2 separate regions of the Drosophila melanogaster genome follow, and region 1 is linked to region 2. Evidence: chromatin contacts called from public HiChIP or PLAC-seq data. All regions are on one chromosome and are shown on one strand. Each heading gives the region's core, a stretch centred on a gene start, on an enhancer-like site or on the middle of the called end of the contact. The rest is flanking DNA. Distances are from core to core; before and after follow the strand shown. Region 1 holds the start of cmet (CENP-meta). Region 2 holds the start of l(2)gd1 (lethal (2) giant discs 1).

The links. HiChIP or PLAC-seq counts read pairs in DNA pulled down with a chosen protein or histone mark.
Region 1: an H3K27ac HiChIP or PLAC-seq map of the Kc167 cell line shows a contact between it and region 2, with 4 times the contacts expected there. The contact joins the promoter of cmet here to the promoter of l(2)gd1 in region 2. A contact is called at or near these places in 18 of 107 Hi-C or Micro-C datasets (the Clone 8 cell line, the D17-c3 cell line, the Kc167 cell line and 9 more) and 2 of 6 datasets of contacts at active chromatin or transcription factors (both in the Kc167 cell line).

What each region holds. Positions count from the first base shown.
Region 1 is chr2L:11,267,480-11,271,134 of dm6, forward strand. cmet (CENP-meta) reads right to left here and starts at 1,523. Exons shown (of 12, transcript NM_080254.3): 1 at 1,229-1,523; 2 at 1,031-1,153; 3 at 627-973; 4 at 1-573. The coding sequence starts at 1,367. It overlaps cana (CENP-ana), which reads left to right and starts at 2,301. Exons shown (of 11, transcript NM_001032076.2): 1 at 2,301-2,563; 2 at 2,639-2,761; 3 at 2,819-3,165; 4 at 3,219-3,655. The coding sequence starts at 2,425.
Region 2 is chr2L:11,105,172-11,108,857 of dm6, forward strand. l(2)gd1 (lethal (2) giant discs 1) reads left to right here and starts at 1,772. Exons shown (of 6, transcript NM_135644.4): 1 at 1,772-1,950; 2 at 2,038-3,636. The coding sequence starts at 1,894. Reps (RALBP1 associated Eps domain containing) reads right to left here and starts at 1,474. Exons shown (of 7, transcript NM_135643.4): 1 at 896-1,474; 2 at 436-840; 3 at 34-353. The coding sequence starts at 1,042.

The DNA.
Region 1 (3,655 bases), core at 273-2,772, 160 kb after region 2:
ACGGCGACGCTTCTGCTGACCCTTGTCGCTCAGGGAGTGACCACAGATTATCTTGTGCATGTCGTGTTTTATTTGTCTCTCCAGATGCTCTACCTTTTGCTGGTTCTCGTTTTTGCGCTCTTCTTCGGCCAGCTTATCCTTAAGCACCTTTATTTCTCGCTCCAGCCGCTTCATCATTGTGGCGTCAGATACCATCTCGTTGACTTGGGGCTTAATGCGAATTTTCTTGGCTCGCGTGGCGAAACTAAGGGTAGACTGCGACTCTTCCATGATCGATGGTTTGATTGTGCAAATGATGGATGTGAATGCATTGCCGCCCAAAGAAGCCTGCAGAATGCGCGTCAGCTTGGAATCGCGGTAGTTGGTAAATCTATTGTCCGCGTTTTCCGACAGACTTTTGATAACGTTACTGAGAAAAAGTAAGCTCTTGTTTATATGACCGCCCTCTTTGAGGCGCGCTCCTCGAGCACCCGTTTGGTCCGCCCGCTCTGACCCAGCCAGATCCACCAGGTTCAACACGCTTTGAATCACTGCGTCGTCATCGCTGTGGTCCGACTTTCGGGACTCGATGATCTGTGGGATACATGTTGCAGATTATCGGAAAGAAAATAGCAGGCTGCACTTACTATCTTAAATATGGCATGCGAACGGCTGGACCGCTCGTTCATGTTCGTCTCGCCCACGGTGCGCTCCTTATTGCCCAAGCATAGCAGGCGCAGGAGGTCAACCTCGCTGGTTATGATGCACTCCTCGCAGTTCACATTCACAATCCCATTTCCGGACTCATGGATCTTGAGGTCCTGATTCTTCTTGTTCAGCAGATCGTAGATCTTCTCGTTGTAGATCTCGATGTAGCCCACGCGCAGCAGAAAGTCCCGCTCCGTCTCACTGGAGATCTGTTGAAAGATCTCCTTGGCGGCTAGCACCATGACGCCCGGATTCTGTTCGTCGCCCATCATGGTGTACGTCTTGCCTGAAATGCATGCCCGGTTTTAGGTATACCGCCGCGTATATATAGCACAGTACCCACCCGACGACGTCTGGCCGTAGGCAAAAATAGTTCCGTTGAAGCCCTGCATGCAGGCGTGCACTATGTGCTTGGCCATCCGGTCGAACACCTCCTGGTTGCTGGCGCCCTCGTCGAACACATAGTCTGCCAAACGGAATGGAATGTAAATGAGATAAAGGTCTTGTGGATCAGGATACGCTCAACGCTCTAACCACTCACCGAAGACATAGGGCTCCGCATGGCTGTCCGCCAAGTGGATGGAGCGGCGCTCCTTCACCTGCCAGAGTGAAGTGAGCCCGGGCTCGCAGGGACGCACCTTGATGCAGACCTGGATGGAGCTGGCGTTCTTCGCAGACATCTTGGCGCCTTCTTGGTCTCAATGCTTTATGATAAACAGAACGCAGTTCATAAACAAACATAAAATTCAATGTTTTACAGTAAACAAACATTGATCGACATCTTTGTTGCTCGTTAAATTCGAACAAATGCCGCTTTGCAAAATCAGGGATGTATATGCTTCGATATCTTCGAGTGGCGCTAACGACTCGATAGATAAATCGGTTCATCGATTGTTATCATAGTTCCAAATAGGGCTGCAAAAATAAAAACAGAAACACATTATGTTCTTATCCCACAGGGCTGCATTAACATTCCTGATCAAGGGTCGCTACGGCATATATATATTCTAAGACGTTGTGTTCTTATTGGTAGGGCATGCTAACTAACAAAGTTCTATGACTCAATACTTTAAGGTCAAACAGAAAATAGAACAAGCTCTTAAATACATGCGAAAACTACGGTTTAAATTTCATATAAGTTCGTATTTTTTCTACTAATTCATAACTTCTATTCATAGCACACATATAATGTGGAAAGTATTTGATTCCAAAACAAATATTTGAAATAAATTATAACTAAGCTCCCTAATATAACCACTATAATATTTTCCAAATTTTCAATTTTCCTATTTTTTTTAATAGTGAACAACTGGGATTATTATTCCAATGAAATCTCATGTTTATATCAGACAGTATTCTTCTGTATGCATTAAACAATCCCCTCAGCTTTTGTCTGTCTGTAAGTAAGCATTTAATTTAGCGGTCTTTACTATTTTGGAAATATAGATAATAATAATCTATATTATATATCACGAAAAAGCTCGGAAAAAGTTTTATGTTCGAAGCCTATTGGATTATATTTTCATATTCGCCGAAAGCTCCTCAAACTTTTAAATTGAACTGGCTCGCGCCTATTTACTGGTTCCGTATTTCGATCTGGTTCGCTTCCGAAGCGGTATTTGTTCGAATTTACAAAGAGAAACTAACATGTCGATCAAACTAGCTTTTATAAAACGTTAAAATCTGTTTGTGTCTGTTCATTGTGCATGTCAAACACGTTTCCCACAAGTCGCAAAGATGTCTACGAAGAACGCCAGCTCCATCCAGGTCTGCATCAAGGTGCGTCCCTGCGAGCCCGGGCTCACTTCACTCTGGCAGGTGAAGGAGGGCCGCTCCATCCAGTTGGCGGACAGCCATGCGGAGCCCTATGTCTTCGGTGAGTGGTTAGAGCGTTGAGCGTATCCTGATCTACAAGACCTTTATCTCATTTACATTCCATTCCGTTTGGCAGACTATGTGTTCGACGAGGGCGCCAGCAACCAGGAGGTGTTCGACCGGATGGCCAAGCACATAGTGCACGCCTGCATGCAGGGCTCCAACGGAACTATTTTTGCCTACGGCCAGACGTCGTCGGGTGGGTACTGTGCTATATATACGCGGCGGTATACCTAAAACCGGGCATGCATTTCAGGCAAGACGTACACCATGATGGGCGACGAACAGAATCCGGGCGTCATGGTGCTAGCCGCCAAGGAGATCTTTCAACAGATCTCCAGTGAGACGGAGCGGGACTTTCTGCTGCGCGTGGGCTACATCGAGATCTACAACGAGAAGATCTACGATCTGCTGAACAAGAAGAATCAGGACCTCAAGATCCATGAGTCCGGCAATGGGATTGTGAATGTGAACTGCAAGGAGTCCATCGTAACCAGCGAGGACGACCTCCTGCGCCAGCTCTACATGGGCAACAAGGAGCGCGTCGTGGGCGAGACCAACATGAACGAGCGGTCCAGTCGTTCGCACGCCATCTTCAGGATAGTGAGTGCTAGATTCTTGTATTAATCATATAATATGCAAGATTATTTCTACAGATCATTGAGTCCCGAAAGTCGGACCACAGTGATAACGACACCGTAAAGCAGAGCGTACTGAGCCTGGTGGATCTGGCTGGATCCGAACAGGTGGACCCCGCGGACCACGCATCCAGCCTTATGATTTTTCGCAACTTGGTTAAGAGCCTCTCCGAGAGTGTAGATAGCAAGCCGAATAGCTTTCGCGATTCGAAACTTCCGCGCATCATGCTGCCTTCGCTGGGTGGAAATGTTTTGACCTCTATCATCTGTACAATTACGCCATCGTTCGTGGAGGAGTCGTCATCCACTATAAGCTTCGGCACGTGTGCCAAAAAAATTCGTTGCAAGCCGCAGGTCTGCAAGATAGACTCTGAAACCACGATGATGAGGCAACTTGATCGCGGGATCAGTATGTTGAAGGATAAGCTTGCTAAGAAGAAGATCAAGAATGAGAG
Region 2 (3,686 bases), core at 522-3,021:
ATAAAGTTATAAACGTTCCTAAAGCCAACTTACCTTGCTGCTTGGCCCGAAAGCAGACCATGCGGATCCCTTTGCACCGTCCTGAACTGCTTATTATAGTACTCGCGCTGTTCCGGGGTTATCTGGTAAATGGTCACCAATTCGCTCTCGTTGTCATCGTCGTCGCTGCTGTGGCGATCGGAAGACTCTTCCTCCGTGCCTAGCAGCTGGCGATGCTCGTCGCCCAGCAAACCCTGCCAGAGGGTGTCCTGCGCCCAAGGCCGCTCAGCCACGCTGTTGGTGGGCGTGGGGCTGTCACTGTTAGTGCTCCAGGCTTCTGGCGATCCACCACCAGTACCGCCTCCTCGTCGTCGCTAAAAGAGATAAGGCATGGACGGGGATCGGTCAATGGTAAGCTTATTTACAAATGTCACAAGATAAGATAGAAGTACAAACCCCGACATTTTCGCGGCTGCTGCTGCTGACGACCCCACAGCCATCCGTACCTCGTCCATGGCCTGTCGCATCGTCCACTGATTCGTTTTGCTCAACCTCGGAGTCGGTGCTGGGCACATCAGAGGTGTCTTGCAGCTGCTCTTGCTGCGAGTTACGACGCAGTGAATTTCTGCGATCTGTGGGTGGTGGCGGTGGCAAGGCAGTCAATCCATTTTCGACAGCCACCGGAGCTGTAACCGCCTCCTTCCAGCTAAAGTGCGGTAATGGAAGCGGAAACGTGGCCAAGATCAGCTCCTGGCGCAGGGGCATGGCCGCCTGATGAGCAGCGATTAGCTTCAGGCATGAGTAGAACTGTGTCCGCGAGATGTGTAGCGCCGTGGAGGGTATCCCCGCCAGACCGGTGATCTATAAGCCCAGACCCAGATAATTAATCACTCACGATCACACAAATTGGACCTACCTCAATCACGGTCTCATTGGCGATGTCCGCCGAGCGAAAGAGCTCGGTGGCCTTAAGCATGGGCACCTTGCCTGTCTTCTCCACGTCGCAGCATTGGAACAACTCACTGTAGAAGCGCGTCTCCGGCTCAGTGAGGGACACGTCCATGCCTGTCGCCTACTTGTTGCCGTCTCTGGTTTCGTTTACCAAGCCGCTGGTTAACGAGCCACGCCCCGTTCGTCCGTCCTGGACCCGGAATCCAATTCGTTTGTTTACTTCCACGTTTAACCCAGCAGGCCAGTGCCGACCCCGCTGCCCCGCGCTGCTCACAACCAGAAGTCTGATGATTTTCTGCCTTTGGCCCCCAAGACGGAGTTGGAGGAGGTGGAAGCTGGGAGAACTGCGGGGACGATGGTTTCGCTAACTTCTTGGTGCCACCACAACCACGATGGTTAGAGGATTCACGGCACTGGTCGACGAGGGTACACCTAGTGCCTCAAGCTGCTCGGCGCACAATCAATTTGGCTTTTTGTCCAGGTTTTTTTTCGCAAACTCTTTTGCACTGTGTGTGCGCTGGCTCTCGATATCGATAGGTTGCGGTATCGATTCGATTAGACAGCTGGCGCGGCAGCCCTGTACCTGTTAGCGTTTCGCAGCCCTAGTTACCGGCAAAAGTTTAGTTCCGCAGGATTGATGTTTTGTAAGGTGGCTTACCATGTTCATTTATATTTCATTATGGATTAAACTATAATAAAATTTAATGTTGCTGAATGAAGAAAAAATCATTTCTTCATTATTTTTAACGATATTTTTTTAACCGTCAACAAATTTCCTGTAGCCCTGTGCCACTGACGTCACCAATTCGCAAAGACTTTCCTGCGTCACCTTTCGTTGCACCACAGTGATCCCCACTCTGTTATTGTTGTCTGCGGCTGAACTGTTGCGACGCAAAAATTTAAAGGATTTGAAAGTCTTTATAGACTTATTTTAGTTAATAAACAGCCTCTGTGCAATCAAGGATGTTCTCCAGAAAGAAGCCAGAGCCAGCGAAAAGAAGGCAACACGATTTATCGCAGGTGAGAGGAAAAACAAACAGTCTAGATCCGTCTATTTATTAATTATGACTCATCGTTTGGACTGTCTTTTTTGTTTTTTGTGTTTAGTTCGGTCTTACGGAAATCCCAGATGATTTTGATCCCAGCGCTGGATATGGTGAGGACGATGGGGGTGACAGTGATTTGGAGGCAGAGCTTGCGGCCATAACCGGCGGAGAAGGAGCCAAGCCAAAGCCCAAGCCCAAAGCAAAGCTGTTACCCGCCAGTGATTTGGACAAAATGATAGCCGACAGCTTGCGTGATGTCAGCGACGATGATGATGATGACAATTTGGAAAGCGATCCGGATCTTCTTGGCGAGCTGAGCGGAATCGGTGGTCTAGAGGAGGCAGAGGAAGAGGAGCCTGTCGCACAACCGCCAGCTGCCTCTGAGGAACCCGTCCAGACCTTTCTGCCCACGACGACTGTGGACACATTAAGCATTATCAAACAGCGCCTGGAAATGTACAAGCAGGCCGAGGCCAATGCCAAGACTGCCGGCGATTCTGGCAAAGCAAGGCGATTTGGAAGAGGCCTTAAGACTCTGAAAGATCTGCACAGGCAGGCAGCGGCTGGCAAGTCCATTAACGTGGATGACATTCCACCTGAAGTCAGTGTAAAGCCAATTGGCGGGCAGGCTCCTCCAGTGCCTGCAGAGGAGTCACCAGCTCCTTCCACACCTGCTTCCCCTCCGCCTGTGCCTAGTCGTGCAGCTCCAGATCCACCAACCCCCGGCACCCCCGTGGAGCCCACTACATCTGTGGCTCCCACATCTCCCCCTAATCCTCTTGTGACGCAAATGCGCAGCCGCCAGACGGACTACAAAGCTGCTGCACTGCAATCTAAGCGCAGTGGTGACATATCTACTGCCCTTCAGTTTCTCAAAGTGGTCAAGCAATTTGACGTAGTTATAAAAATGTGTGAAGACGGACAGGAAGTTGATTTGAGTGACATGCCCCCTCCACCAGCTGAGTTTCTTGAATTCCTTAAAAAAATGCAAGAAGAAGCAGCCGCAGAAGCTGTCGCAGAACCTACTGCTGCCCCAGAACCCACACCTGTTGCTCCTGCTCCTGTTCTAGCAGCTGCAACAAATATGTTGGAGGCTCTGCAGCAACGTTTAGAGAAATATCAATCTGTAGAAGCGGCAGCCAAGGCAGAAAACAATAGCGGAAAAGCAAGACGCTTTGGAAGGATTGTGAAGCAATACGAAGATGCCATAAAGTTGTACAAGGCAGGCAAACCAGTGCCTTACGATGAGCTGCCTGTGCCACCAGGTTTTGGACCGCTGCCTACGGCTGATGCTGCTCCTGTCGCGCCGACACCGTCGCTGCCCACTTCGCCTACATCTCCACCGCCAACAGCAAGTACTTCCGCAGGAGGAACACCCTCCAGTTCCAGTGCGACGACACCTACAGCTCCTCGAAAAGCACCTTCACCTCCTAAGCCCAAAGAGTTAACAACACGCACGTCTGGCAATCAGCAGAAGAATAATATTGCCGAGCAACAAATGAAACTGCTCCTCGAGCGCCAAAAGGAGTTTAAGCTAGCTGCTATAGAGGCCAAAAAAGCGGGAGAAATAGATCAGGCGAAGGAGTACCTCAAGATCTTCAAGGGATTCGATTCCCTTCTTAATGCAGCGAGTAGTGGATTGCCAGTGGACCTCAGCACTGTAAGTTTTGCATTACATCTTCTTCTTGTATGGCTAACTATATATTTTTT